Regions from separate parts of the Zea mays genome. Here regions 2, 3 and 4 are each linked to region 1. Evidence: chromatin contacts called from public Hi-C data. All regions are on one chromosome and are shown on one strand. Each heading gives the region's core, a stretch centred on a gene start, on an enhancer-like site or on the middle of the called end of the contact. The rest is flanking DNA. Distances are from core to core; before and after follow the strand shown. Region 1 holds the start of LOC100194394. Region 2 holds the start of LOC103639683. Region 3 holds the start of LOC100272816. Region 4 holds the start of LOC100278866.

The links. A called contact is a pair of places that touch in the nucleus more often than the background predicts.
Region 2: a Hi-C map of bundle sheath shows a contact between it and region 1, with 6 times the contacts expected there. The contact joins the promoter of LOC103639683 here to the promoter of LOC100194394 in region 1. A contact is called at or near these places in 5 of 25 Hi-C or Micro-C datasets (bundle sheath, ear, leaf and 1 more) and 1 of 3 datasets of contacts at active chromatin or transcription factors (leaf).
Region 3: a Hi-C map of leaf shows a contact between it and region 1, with 3 times the contacts expected there. The contact joins the promoter of LOC100272816 here to the promoter of LOC100194394 in region 1. A contact is called at or near these places in 3 of 25 Hi-C or Micro-C datasets (ear, leaf and tassel).
Region 4: a contact with region 1 is called in a Hi-C map of ear, with 5 times the contacts expected there. The contact joins the promoter of LOC100278866 here to the promoter of LOC100194394 in region 1. A contact is called at or near these places in 8 of 25 Hi-C or Micro-C datasets (bundle sheath, ear, leaf and 2 more).

Annotation. Positions count from the first base shown.
Region 1 is chr1:154,476,696-154,479,951 of Zm-B73-REFERENCE-NAM-5.0, reverse strand. It overlaps LOC100194394, which reads left to right and starts at 1,966. Exons shown (of 2, transcript NM_001139425.1): 1 at 1,966-2,534; 2 at 2,623-3,256. The coding sequence starts at 2,479. The coding sequence ends at 3,100.
Region 2 is chr1:154,659,953-154,663,189 of Zm-B73-REFERENCE-NAM-5.0, reverse strand. It overlaps LOC103639683, which reads right to left and starts at 1,922. Exons shown (of 2, transcript XM_008662421.3): 1 at 603-1,922; 2 at 1-221. The coding sequence starts at 1,689. The coding sequence ends at 178.
Region 3 is chr1:154,240,856-154,244,231 of Zm-B73-REFERENCE-NAM-5.0, reverse strand. LOC100272816 reads left to right here and starts at 1,728. Exons shown (of 10, transcript NM_001196101.2): 1 at 1,728-2,054; 2 at 2,155-2,318. The coding sequence starts at 1,854. It also overlaps the pseudogene LOC109941415.
Region 4 is chr1:154,626,223-154,629,244 of Zm-B73-REFERENCE-NAM-5.0, reverse strand. LOC100278866 reads left to right here and starts at 1,474. Exons shown (of 1, transcript NM_001152003.2): 1 at 1,474-3,022. The coding sequence starts at 1,911.

The DNA of each region.
Region 1 (3,256 bases), core at 717-3,216:
TCGTCTCATCCACCTGTACGGGCAGCAACGATAAGGTCCTCAGCAGCCGAGGAGGCCCCTGCTGGTCTGCAGGCTCACAGGGGAAAAATAAAAAGGCAGAGGCAGCTGCTGGCTCCATCGAAGCGGCTCTAGAGGAAGAGAGGGACGAGTGTCGCCCACACCTTTCCGAGGGCGGCTTTGTGCTGCTGTGTGCGCGCAGTAAACTAGTAAAGATCTTTTTTCTGTGCCTCTGATAATGGCTGACACAAAAGGCGGGGGCATGGAGTCCTCTGTGCCAATGATAATGGGTGGCAGAAAGGCTATTGCTTTTCAGGTCAGGATAGCAGGACGAGAGGGGAAGAGAGAGAGAGAACTTTGCGCAAGAAACCCGATGGTGACTTTGCGCCAAGATGCCCCCATTTTTTTTCGATAGCATAATCAGCCTGTTGAATTTCTATGGTACGCTAGCTGTATTCATTAAGAACTAAAAAGTGAAATCTCATTATAACAAATTACAAAAAAAACGAAGATGTTCAACAGAAAGAGTTTATGGAGTTGCAGCAGCAAGCTATATACCAAAACCTATCAGGCAATTATTATGCATTACTACTGAATTCCAGTGTTTAGCCCAGCCAAGCTAAGTATCTCGTCCAATTGGACAGCATCGGATACATGACGACTGCCATGTGGCAACTTCATGCTGGCGAAAACACGAGCGAATGTTAGGGTCTGAAGCGCTTTGTGTATCTATCTGCTTTCATATAGCTGTACAATGTGTTTGATTGATAAATCGAAATAAGTAGTAAAACCACGCATAGTGGTTCATCAATCAAAGCACCAAAAGGTTGATAAGCACAGCCACCTTTCTTTTGTCAAGAAGCAAAAAAATAAACAATCATATCAAAGGAAAAAAGAAAGAAAACAAAAGAAGGAAGAAGCATATACCTTCAGCTTTCAGAAAGCAACATGTAATATTATAATGCTAGTATATTAAAGGTAGAAAATTCTGACCAATGGCATGGTAGATGTGTTCTGACGCATTTTGTTCAACCAGTGATAGCTTTGACACAGCTTTAAGATGTACTAATCAAGCAGGAAAAAAAATGTCTCTGTCTGAAACAAACAAGAAAAACCCTCCTCTCAACTACACGGCCAGTGCTCTGTAATCTGTATACTGGTCCTGTCCAGTGTTAGCAGTAATTGGATTAACTAGCTTGTAAAAGTATGGACTCGGTAGTAGTCCATTCAAAATATTGTTCATTGTAACTTCGTCCTAACTCAAGACTTCTTAACTTTCAAGCAAATTTATAGAAAAATTCATCAACATCTACAATATCAAATTTGTTTATAAACTTCTCCATAAAATATGTCTTAATAGTGCATTTATTTGAACCTGTAGATGACAATATGTTTTTGCAAGAACTTGGCCAAAGTTAGAGAAGCTTAATTTAGACAAAGCTAAAGTAAAGTATAATTTGGAATTTTAACCTACAGAGAAGCTTCAAGAATGTGAATTTACCATAAGCAAACATTTGTGAAGAAATTCAAAGCAAAGATTCAAGTAGATTTATGGATAAGAAAAAATACATCGAGTGTAAACAAAATCAACTTTTATGATGTACTGTAGTTTATATTAACAAAAACCAAGAATATAACCTCTACCTCTGCAAATTCCAGACGCCAAAACACTGTAGAAGTAGTAAAAGCCGTTACGGATTAAAGCCAAGCGAATAGGCTCAATAAAGCTGATGTCCTAACATGCACACCTATGAATTTGCAATACAATATGAGCACCATGAGCCAATTAAAAAGCTACTTTATCAGTTAGAATATGAGGGCAACCCAAATGGTGGAATATAGGATCTTTATAGGGAGCTCCAAATCACACCCACCACATCAGCTGGCCACCAATACCTCCCCCTCTCTTACCTATAAATGAGAGGCAAAAGCCACCAAACTAGTAGGCAACTAAGACAAAGTGGCGTACTCTTCTCTGTACTAGCTTTCTTCTTCCTCCTCCTCTTCCTCCTCCCAAACAGACTGGATTTCATCAAGATAATCCTGAAACTGGAGCCAACAAGCAGACAGAGAAAGAAGAGCAAGAAGACCGGCTCCCAGCCGATACACGGTAGGAGTGAGCAGCGTTAGATCAGTTTTCATCACAGGATCGATATGGTGACAGTGAGAGAGGAGACTCGCAAGGGGCCATGGACAGAGCAGGAGGACCTGCAACTGGTATGCACTGTCCGTCTGTTCGGTGAACGTCGTTGGGATTTCATTGCCAAAGTATCAGGTTTGAGGGGTGGGGATCCACAAATTAGGTAGCTAAATTGAAGTCACCCGCGCTAAGTCGCAAAAGCAGCTATCAACCTCTCTGACCGACTCTATTCTTGCTTCCCCTCTCCCCTTCTGTATCTTCATGCAGGGCTCAACCGGACAGGCAAGAGCTGCCGGCTGCGCTGGGTCAACTACCTCCACCCTGGCCTCAAGCGTGGGCGCATGTCTCCCCATGAAGAGCGACTCATCCTAGAGCTGCACGCTCGGTGGGGAAACAGGTCTGATTACCAAAAGATAATAAAAAAGGACGGTTTTTCTCTCTCTCTCTAAAATTTGTTGACATGTTCAATAACTTGTCCTAAACAGGTGGTCCAGGATAGCACGCCGCTTGCCAGGGCGCACTGACAATGAGATCAAGAACTACTGGAGGACACACATGAGAAAGAAGGCACAGGAGAGGAAGAGGAACATGTCTCCATCGTCGTCCTCGTCTTCGCTGACTTACCAGTCAGGCTACCCAGATACTCCATCAACCATTGGAGTTGAGGGACAGGAGCTTCATGGTGGCAGTGGCTGCATCACAAGCATCCTGAAGGGCACCCCTCCGGACATGGATGGCTATCCCATGGACCAGATATGGATGGAAATTGAGGCGCCACAGATGCCCTCGGAGGAGAGCTTTGTTGGGGGGAACCATAATGTGTGCAGCAGCCTTGCCACCCCGCTGCCACCACCAACTGTCTGGGAATACTACCCAGATGCCTGCTGGAAGGTTGACGATGAGATCAAGATGGCAACACAATTTCAATTTGGTTATAGTGAAGGAGTTGGGCCCTGCTTCTGATGCCATAAATATTGGGTCAGATTACTAAGTTATACACCTACCTAGCAGAAGTGAAGTGCTTTTGTAGAAACAAGCTTTAGCATGGATCTGAATATTTATCTCCGCGCTTAGAATTGCAGGTCTATGGATCTATGCATGGTTGCTATGTATCTATCT
Region 2 (3,237 bases), core at 673-3,172, 180 kb before region 1:
ATCTAAGAATCAGCTAGAGAGCATAGGAGCATAAGCGACCAATATGTTGGCTTCATGGCTTGTGTTTCTTGCGAGACGTCATTCCTGCAACAGAAAGATGACAGCACCTGCAAACTCAACTTGATGGATCTGTAGATGAGCCAGGCAATACCATTCTTCGCCTCAGTATTACAGTGATTAGTGTGTCCTCCTGGGTGACGGTACCTTGCCGCTTGTACAGTCTGAAAGCACGCCAAGCATTCAGGTTAAGATGGTTTCCCACTCCGCGCTTGAAACATGGGTTAAAATCTTTACTCAACACGCTATATACCGTTTTTATATATAGATGAAAGTAGCAGTCATCATAGTGCTAACTCTCTAAAATAAAAGGACAAACCAAATTGACATAAAACATTAGTTTGTGATTTCAAAGTGCCATCGGACATTTCGTAAGGTTGGGTTTTGTTCTCTGAGGTTTCAGAATAGTCACATGAGATATTCCACTAAGTATCTAGTATTGTATCAGTCTACCTGAACGAAGCAAATGCAGATGAACAGTGTAGTGTGCGGATGATTGCACCTATAAAGCCATGGGCTGGGCAGCAGCCACCCACGCACCGTACCTGGAGTATAGAAGCTCATGAAGGGGAAGACAGCGAAGTCGTTGTAGTTCCCAGGCTCGCTTAGTTTGCGCTCCTGCCCTGATTTGAGGTCGACCGCGAAGAGGCCAACCTCAGTTGAGACCAAGAAGATTGTACCGAAACCCAAGCCCTCCGCAGAAGCAATCACATGTGCTTCGCTATAGGGCATAAAGGGGATCCGTGTCATAAGCTCAATGTCCCCGCGTCGAACCCATCCTCCAATCCCCTCTGCGCCGACACTCGTCGACCACAGGCAAAGCCTTGATCCCCTGACGCCGGCAAGCCCCAGCGAGCCGTCACCGCCCATGGGCATGAGCACGACGCCCCCTTCGTCGACGTGCGCCGCCGGAGGGTCGAAGGTGGACAGACGGTTCCTGCCCATGTCGTACCTCAGAAACACGTCACCCTCCATGAGCTGGAAGTAGACGTTGTCTCCGACGAGCGCGCTGGGCTTCCGCATGACATGGGAATCGGAGGCCAGCTGAGCAGAGGCGACCCAGGCAGCGGCCTCCGAGCAGTAGAGGCGCGCCCGCACGCCGGCGTCCCTTGAGAAGTAGTCCATGCCCGCCAGGACGACGCGGAACGGGCCGCCGCCGCGGCAGTGGAGGTGGTCGCAGCCGCGCGCGGCGCAGAGCACCGCCGCGCTGTAGTAACCGGGGAGCACCCCGGGGTCAGGCAGCCCACAGTGGTCGCCGGTGACGGGGTCCCACACGACGAGGTTGACCCTCTCGGCGAAGAGGCCGAGGAGGACGCGGCCGTGGCGGCAGTCGAGGGCCTCCCAGCAGATGCAGTCGAACGTCCGCCTGGGGAAAGGGGAGCCGGATGAGGTGGTGGGGGAGAAGCGAGGGGCCGTGGCGCCGTGGAGCCCGATGGTGTTGTCGACGAAGCCGAGCAGAGGGGGTGCCCCGTGGAACGCGCGGTACCGGCGGAGGAAGGCCCCGCCGGAGAGGATGCGGCGCCAGCGCCTGGAGACCAGGGCGGCACGGACGAGGTGCGCGGGCTCGTCCGGGGGAAGGCGGAGGCAGATCTCGGCGATCGTGTCGTCAACGAGCTCCGGCGGCGCCGCCATGGCGGATGGGGGAATGGAAAGGCAGAGTGAATTCTACCACTTCTCCTTTCTCCATATTTCTTGTAGGTTCGCTAGAGGATCCCACGCACTCCCCACCTGTTCCCCGAGTTGGCTTTGGCTCCCCATGTCGTTGCCGAAGATGACACGCAACTTCGTTAACCCCTCCCTGCCGCCCAACTCTGACTGCGACCGTCTCACTTGGACTGATCCTGCAGTGGCCGCTGCTTTCAACCTGCTCACCTGAACGAATTTGACGACATTGTCGTCAATCCTGCCACTGACAGAAACTGTGCCAGTATCACAACGCTTCTCAAACAAGCGTTGGAGTGTCTTATTTTTTTTTCTACACAGCACCATTTATGGTACCTGGAATCGACCGAAAGCTCCGACCATGTAACCTGAACGGCGCGTGGGATAGTATGAATAGGCTGTGAAACTTTTTTTTCCTATGCGTATTTATCTAACTAATCACACAGAATTCTATTAGGTTACGCTTAGGAACAGATTCAGACATATATATAGATAGTTAATATGTTATGCGGTCGAACCCAATCAAGTCAGCTTATCCCATGTCCGTCGAGCCGTGCTGTTAGACCCGCACGTTTAACATCGTCCAAAACCGTCTCTACTCAATCAAGCCCGCTATCCACGTGCAAGTAGCCGGGGTTTCTATCACGAGTTGCCGTAAACCAGAAAAGAAAACCACCGAATCCCGACGACCAAGGCGGCTCCGACCGAGGCGACTGACCATTCGACTTCTGTCGCCGCCATTCCTCTCCAGCCCTGGTTCCATCCAACCAATCACACTAGGGTTTCGGAGCCCCAATTGAATAGCCATTGTTGTTCGCCAAGCTCCGCTATCTTCGTCGACCACCAAATCCTCTGAAGCTTATGTCGCCTTCCGAGGTATTTTACTCGATTCGAAACCGGTCAACACCCATATCCCATCTATAAGCTATATATGAGTTAAATCCATGGTCACATTTCCCAATCGATTGTGTTCTATTAAAAAAACAACCCATTTCACCGTTTTTATTTAGGGTTTATATTGATTCAAGTGGAATAAGTAACGATGGGGTTGTCTGTTTCGACCATTTGTAGACACTATTAGATAAATTATCGTATTTGGGGTTAGTAGCGTCGGTGTCGTTTTTTGACACATTATCTATGGTTAGGGTTTATGGTATATATTCACATCCAGGCATCCTATGGGTCACATTAGCAGGGTACTTAATCAATGCAATTTCTCAGTCCGTTAGAGTTTAATTTTTTTTTCTACCACATGGACACCCACATTATTAATTTTATTAGGGTTTTGAACTTTTTGTCTAGTCACTAGTCACATTTATATGAAGCTGTTAGAAATTATTTCAGTTGCTAGTTATTCATTAAGGCTTTATTATTACAATCTGTCATGCAAATTGTTGTTAAAATTGTAACACCCCATCCACTCCCGGACCAGTGGTACTTACTCCTGGCAACTGAAAGGCAAATAGGGTTAACCATTTCCTATAATTAATTTTGGTGGTTGATGACCAAACACGTGGA
Region 3 (3,376 bases), core at 479-2,978, 240 kb after region 1:
TTTTCGGCAGTCCTTATTTTCGGCGGCTGTTCGGTTGACCGTCGAAAATAGTCTATTTTCGGCGGCCAGGTGTTAGCCGCCGAAAGTCAACGGTTATTTTCGGCGGCTGTTCTGTAGGCCGCCGAAAATAAGCTATTTTCGGCGGCGGGTCACTGGCCGCCGAAAATAAAGGCTTATTTTCGGCTGTTTTTTTCTGGCGGTCAGAAACCGCCAAAAATAGCTTATTTTCGGCGGTAAATGACTTATTTTTTGCGGTTCCTAGCCGCCGAAAATAATTGTAGCTGTTGTAGTGCAAGGTAATTACCGTCATGATCCTCCCATTGTCTGTCTTAAGATTTTTCTTTCTATCTCACTCTCAATATTTGGAACATAATGATTTGTAATTCCATGAACGGTGTCTTCAACAAATACTTAAAGTTTCGCGACGTGGCAAGCGCAGGAGGCTGCCTTCGCACAGTTCAAGGTCTGGGAATGTGGTGCCGCGTCGCCATCGTCTTCTTAGGGCATGTACAGTGGAGAGACACCAAAACGGTTCTCCAAGCACAGGAGACAACTAAGAGACTCTATTGTACAATTGAGTATCTATAAACGTAGTCTATTAATAAATATAGAATTAAATGTATTTGTATAGCATCAGATCAATAGAACAGACGACAAATTTGTACAGTGGGAAGTGAGGCGTCTGTTGCTACTTGGTTTACGTGCCAGAGGCGTCTCTTCACGGAGAGACGGCTCTAAGATTTTTTTGCAAATAACCACCTTAAACACCTTAAGAGCCTCCATATTAAACACCACTGTACATGCCCTTAGCCCAAGCATCATGCTACAGGCCATGCTCATCCTGATGATCACCACCCTCTTCGTCTCATGTGGCGCGTTCCTTTTCCTCACAATTGTCATCCAAAAGCCATCGACCGTCAGGTCATGAGGCAAGTGCATCTTGGTCAGTGTTATCAGCAGCGTGCAGCGCCTCATACTGCTTCAAATCCGAGTTATTTTTTCGCGGTGGCTGAGAGAGGAGCGGTCGTGAGAATCCTGGCCGCCGTAAGGCGTTTGGCGCGATTTGTGTCCATTGTAGCGGCCGGCGAGCCAAAATACGATTGTAAAATAGTAACCAAACAAACAAGCCCTTCGTTTCGTTTGGCCACACATGTGGCAGCCAATGGAAAATAAAAATTTCTGTAATATGGAACCAGGTTCTTATTTTTCTCTCACAATTAAAAGGTTTGGTCTAAATTAAATCCGAAACGATTGTTAGGATAGGACCATCTTTGCATTTTACTATGTCTTTTTTTTTTAAGAATGTCACGAACATGTGACTCGGAGAAACATGACTGAACAGCAATGGCAATTTCGCACAGGTGTTGTAGCCTACTAGGCTGTCGGACCGGCAAGAGCAAAACTCATGTTACTGTTCACAGGCGGTAATGTGAAAAGATTAAAAATTTATTTTTTTATAGATGGAATAAAGTTTTCCATGTCGTTATCGTGTCATATACTCATAGTACGTATAAATTGCATTTAACAATCTGCATCATTTTAAACCATGCGTCTCAGCGTCTGGTACTAGCGGGTGTGACTCATATATATATATATATATATATATATATATATATATATATATATATATATATATATATATATATATATATATATAACGATTTTTTAATCGCGCCCGGCTTTTTCCGGTCGTCGTCGTCGTCCCGTTCCCCAAATCAAAATTCACAATCACGAAGAAGAACACGAGAGCAGAACCTCGACTTTGGGCTGGGCAGACGGCATACCGCAGAGCGCAGAGAGCACGCCACCCACCTCGTCCCCTCAATTTCGCCTGTTCGCCCCAACGCCTCTCCATGGCGGGCGCCGACGCAGGGCTCGCGTCGGCCGCCGGCGACGTCGAGGAGGCCGCGCCCCTGGTCGCCGGCCCCGGCTCCCGCCGCGCGCCCGCCTCGGTGATGGGGGCGTCCCGCGACGTGCACCTGCTGAGCTCCGCCTTTCTCTTCGTCTTCCTCGCCTACCATGCGGCGCAGAACCTCCAAAGCACTGTCAACACGGTAGGTGCACCCGCTGCCCGCTAGTGCTGTTCCACTTCCACCAGTCACCAGAGATGCGTACCTCACCTCATCCGTCGCCTTGGCGGCCGTGCTGTCGCAGGACGAGAACCTGGGCTCCATCTCGCTGGGCGTGCTCTACACGTCCTTCACGGCGTTCTCGGCGGCGGGCTCCGCGGTGGTGCGGTGGATGGGATCCAGGCGCGCGCTCGTGGCCGGCACCTCCGGCTACCTCCTCTTTATCGCAGCGAACCTCCTACCGTCCTGGTAAGCACGCTCGCACGCTCCTCTCGCCTCCTCTCGACCGCCTTCCTCTCTGTTCCTGAAAGTCTGAAACTGTATGTGCTACATGATATCCCAAAAGGGAACGTACCCGTGTATACGAGGTTTTAGTTTACCTATGATGCACATGAATTAACAAATTTATAAAAAAAAATTAAAAAATCATACATGTTTCTTCCATCCTAATCCTATTATATATAAAATTTGTTATATTTTAGCTATAATAAAAAGAGAATATTTAACCGATTTTCTAATTTAAATCTATCAGAAATTTTATCTTTTTTATTACAGCTAAAGTACAATAAATTTGAACTTGAAATTTTTTATATAATTCGAGTAACGTAGAAAGAATATTTATGTATTTTTTAGAATTTTTTATGAACTTTGTTAGTTTATATGTACCATATGTGCATCCAAAGCTTAGGTGCACTTGATATTTTCCATCACAAAAAATCATCGCATTGTGTTTGAACTCATAAAGTTATTTTTTGTGGGTTATCCTTAAATAGAATTACATTTTTATATAGTATATAAGAAATTAGATGTGATACACCTACAAAGTTAAGCCTTAACCAAAGATTTTCTTTGATGGAATCACCCAAAAATTAGGATTTTTAATAATCTTTGAAACACTAAGGGCTAGTTTAAAAACTCAAATCAGGATTAGATTAGAGGGGATTGAGGGCTGGTTTGGTGGGAATTGGAGGGGTCTATTGGAGAGGAAATTCGTAACGGATTGTTAGCAACACAAATCTCACGAGCTCGAACCAACAGCAAGAGTATCACCGATCATATGATTCTGGACAATTTTAGAGTAGCAGCAGCCAACGTATTCTAGAAGGTACCGAAAAGTGAGAGGATCTAGGAACAAGAGAGGGAAGGAGAGGAAGAAGATGAACAATAATGGGAAGTAGAGGTTTCTGTTGTAAAATGATTCTTCGATGTCCTCTTTGGCTTTTCGATGTCCTCTTTGGCTTGCTCGGCTCCCATTTATAGATGGAGGGACAGGCTGTCCAGTCCCACTAGGTAGCCATTCCTAACAT
Region 4 (3,022 bases), core at 225-2,724, 150 kb before region 1:
GAAGGTCTTTAGAGAGAGGGGAAGTGCTGCTGAGAGCAAGATCAAGATCTTGAGCACTGTTACTCTACCGGAGTGCTGTCAAGAAAGTTGTAAGCAACCACGACAACGTTGTAACAATCATCAACATATTGAAAGGCTCTATCTATCACGTTGATAGATTTGAACACATCGGAGGACGGAGTAAGATACTCCAAGCCAAGGTGTGGCTAACTCCAACGAGGACTAGGCAAGCATTTCAGGCTTGGCCGAACCTCGGTATAAATACTTGTGTCCTGCGTGCTCTGTGCTATGACTCTTGTCTTGTCTCTGTTTATGTTCTTTGTCTCTTGCCTTATTACTGTGTGCACTTCATATACTCTTATCTGTGGTATAAGTGACTTGTGAAGTGTAGGACTTTTTGAGACAGGAACTTCATTTCCACTGCCACCTACTGGAAGCAATGTTCATTCCGTCGTGATCCAGTCTTCGAGTAGAGTAAGGTTTTAAGTTTTATAATGATAAATATTATTCGCCTATTCACCCCCTCTAGGCGACATCCAGATCCTGTTCCCGGGCATAGGTAACTTTCACTTTGTCGAGTGCTATGGTCATTGCACTTGACAAAAACTCTCTTTGCCGAGTGTAACACTCGACAAAATGACCAAAAATTCCTTTTTATTTGTTTTTTATTCCATCCATACAAACAAAACATATATCACTTATACACCATAAAGTTCACATATTCATCACATACATTATAGAGACCACATATCTCATAAAAACAACCAATCTCACAAGTTTTTCATAAACATGTCTAAGTTCAGACCAAGTTTCACCAATATAAGTATTACTAACTCACAAACATAAGTTCAGAGCAAGTTTCTCACACAAGTCTCACAATCACCACTAAGAGAAGATCGTCAGCGAGGTGGGCGGTTGGACTGGTTTGGCCAAGGGTTGGACGAACCATGAGGTTTGTTTTATGCCGCCGATTGATTCTGCACATAGAAGAGATTGCATATGTGAGATCAGATGAATATATATTATGCAGGACTGAGCAGGGCGGTCAGCTGGAGGAAACAATAGAGGTGGTGGAGCAAGACCCTGTGCGGCGCCAAGGCTTTACATGTACTCAAACATCTCCACCATTCTCTGCTAATCCGCCAAGCGAGCCGCCCGCTCCAACTCTTGCTCCGCACTCATACTTGCCTCAATCTCCATACGTTCCCTCCAATCTCGTCTAGCTCGATCTGTAATATTTCACCCTAATATTATAATAACACAATTCTGTCATTATTGATAGCTAGAATTAAGTGTGATTTAACTTAATTACGACCAAAATCGTGTGGCGCGCGCCATTTACTAGTAAATTGTAAAATAGGGGGAAAAGAAGCGCATAGACGGAAAGCAAATCAGATGAATACAACCCTGTGTATGTGTGGGATATGCAGTTGGCCAGCCGACGTCGCTGCTATTACCGCGTGTCGCGCACCACTCAGCTTGACCTCGTCTACTAGAAGGAAGGCAGAAGGCAGAGCCAAGTTCTAGTAGATAGAATTTCAAAGGAAGTAAAGTAGTCAGCAGAGCGCGTCTTGCGCGCCGAGGCGAACTGAATTGACTGAAATCGGAAGAGCCTGCCACCAGTCCAGACTTGCTCCGGCGATGTCTCCACCTAGCTTCTCCTACTCGCAGTCGCCGCCGGTCGCGTATTATTTTCCGGCAATCATATGTTCGGTCATATATCCTTCGCTCCCCTGCCGTGCGTACGTCGTTTCAGCCTCTACAAGTAGTTCCAAGCCAGCAGTACCTCTACTACCCCCCCTGACGATCTCAACCAGCAACTCAACACCGTCGCTTTCGTTCCATTCCTACGTATCTGTGGTTGTGGTTGTCGGCTTGTCGCTGCAGCTGCACTCGCCATACCATATGACATGGCGGATTCCATAGCCGGAGCTGTGGCGTCAGCCCTTGCGCAGGAGATGGTGAGCAGAGCCGTCTCCCTCGTGCTGCAGGTCGGCCTCAAGCGCGAGGACAAGGCGCCGGCGCCGGCGCAACTGCAAGCCCAGGCAGCAGGTGCTGCAGGCCACAACGCGGAGCGGCTCAAGATGGCCGTCAGCCAGCTGGAGTTCGCCTTAGAGAGGACCGGGAAGCTGCCCATCACGGACGTGTCACTCCTTGACCAGAGGAAGATGTTCAAGCTCGCTTTCATCGAGGGCACGAGCCTGCTCATCACCGAGCAGCGGCTGCGGCGGCAGAGCACGCAAGCCCGCCACCAGCACGAGGAGGTAGAAGAAGAAGCGAACCACCAGAAAGGCCAAGCGAAGCCGAAGCGCAGGCGACGATGGGTTCTTGCGGCCATGGCGCGCCCGTTCCTCACCTCCTCCTCCTCGTCGCCGTCGTCGTCGTCACCCTGCATCGACGCCGCCGTCGTCCGGAGGTTCGAGTGGATGGCGGACAGCGCGGGCAGGTTCGTGCGGGACGTGGCCGAGTCCGGCAGCTCGCTGCGGCACTGCACCTTCTGCAACCCGGTCGTGAGGCGTCTCCTGGAAGGCAAGCACCTCAGGTACGAGGCGGAGCAAGGAGCCGTGCTGCGGTTCCTCGACCTCTGGCCGCTGTGCGTCGAAGGCCGCGGCGTGGAGACGATCCTCGAGTACGGGTACGAGGACCGCGGGGCGCCGGAGAAGAACCTCCTCCTGCACATCGTGCTCCGGCTCTCCGAGAGCATGGACGTGTTCGGGACGGCCATACGGTGCCTGCAGGCGATGGCGTCCCAGCTGAAGCTGCTGGTGAGCGAGGCCGCGGTCGGGGAGCTCGCGCTGCTGGCTGCGTCGGTGGACATGTGCCGTTCCAGCGCGCCTCCGTGGGCTCGCATCGATGAAGGCGAGTACGCTAGGGCCAGCCAGGCGTTCCGTCGGGATCCAGTGTGTTGCAGAGACAGAGAGAGAGGGCAGCAGCTAGGACGGCCTCGGGCTACCAGCGGTGGTGGCGTCGCTGACGCTGCCTCGTCGCCGGAGTTGTCCCGGATATTGCCGGAGCAGATCAT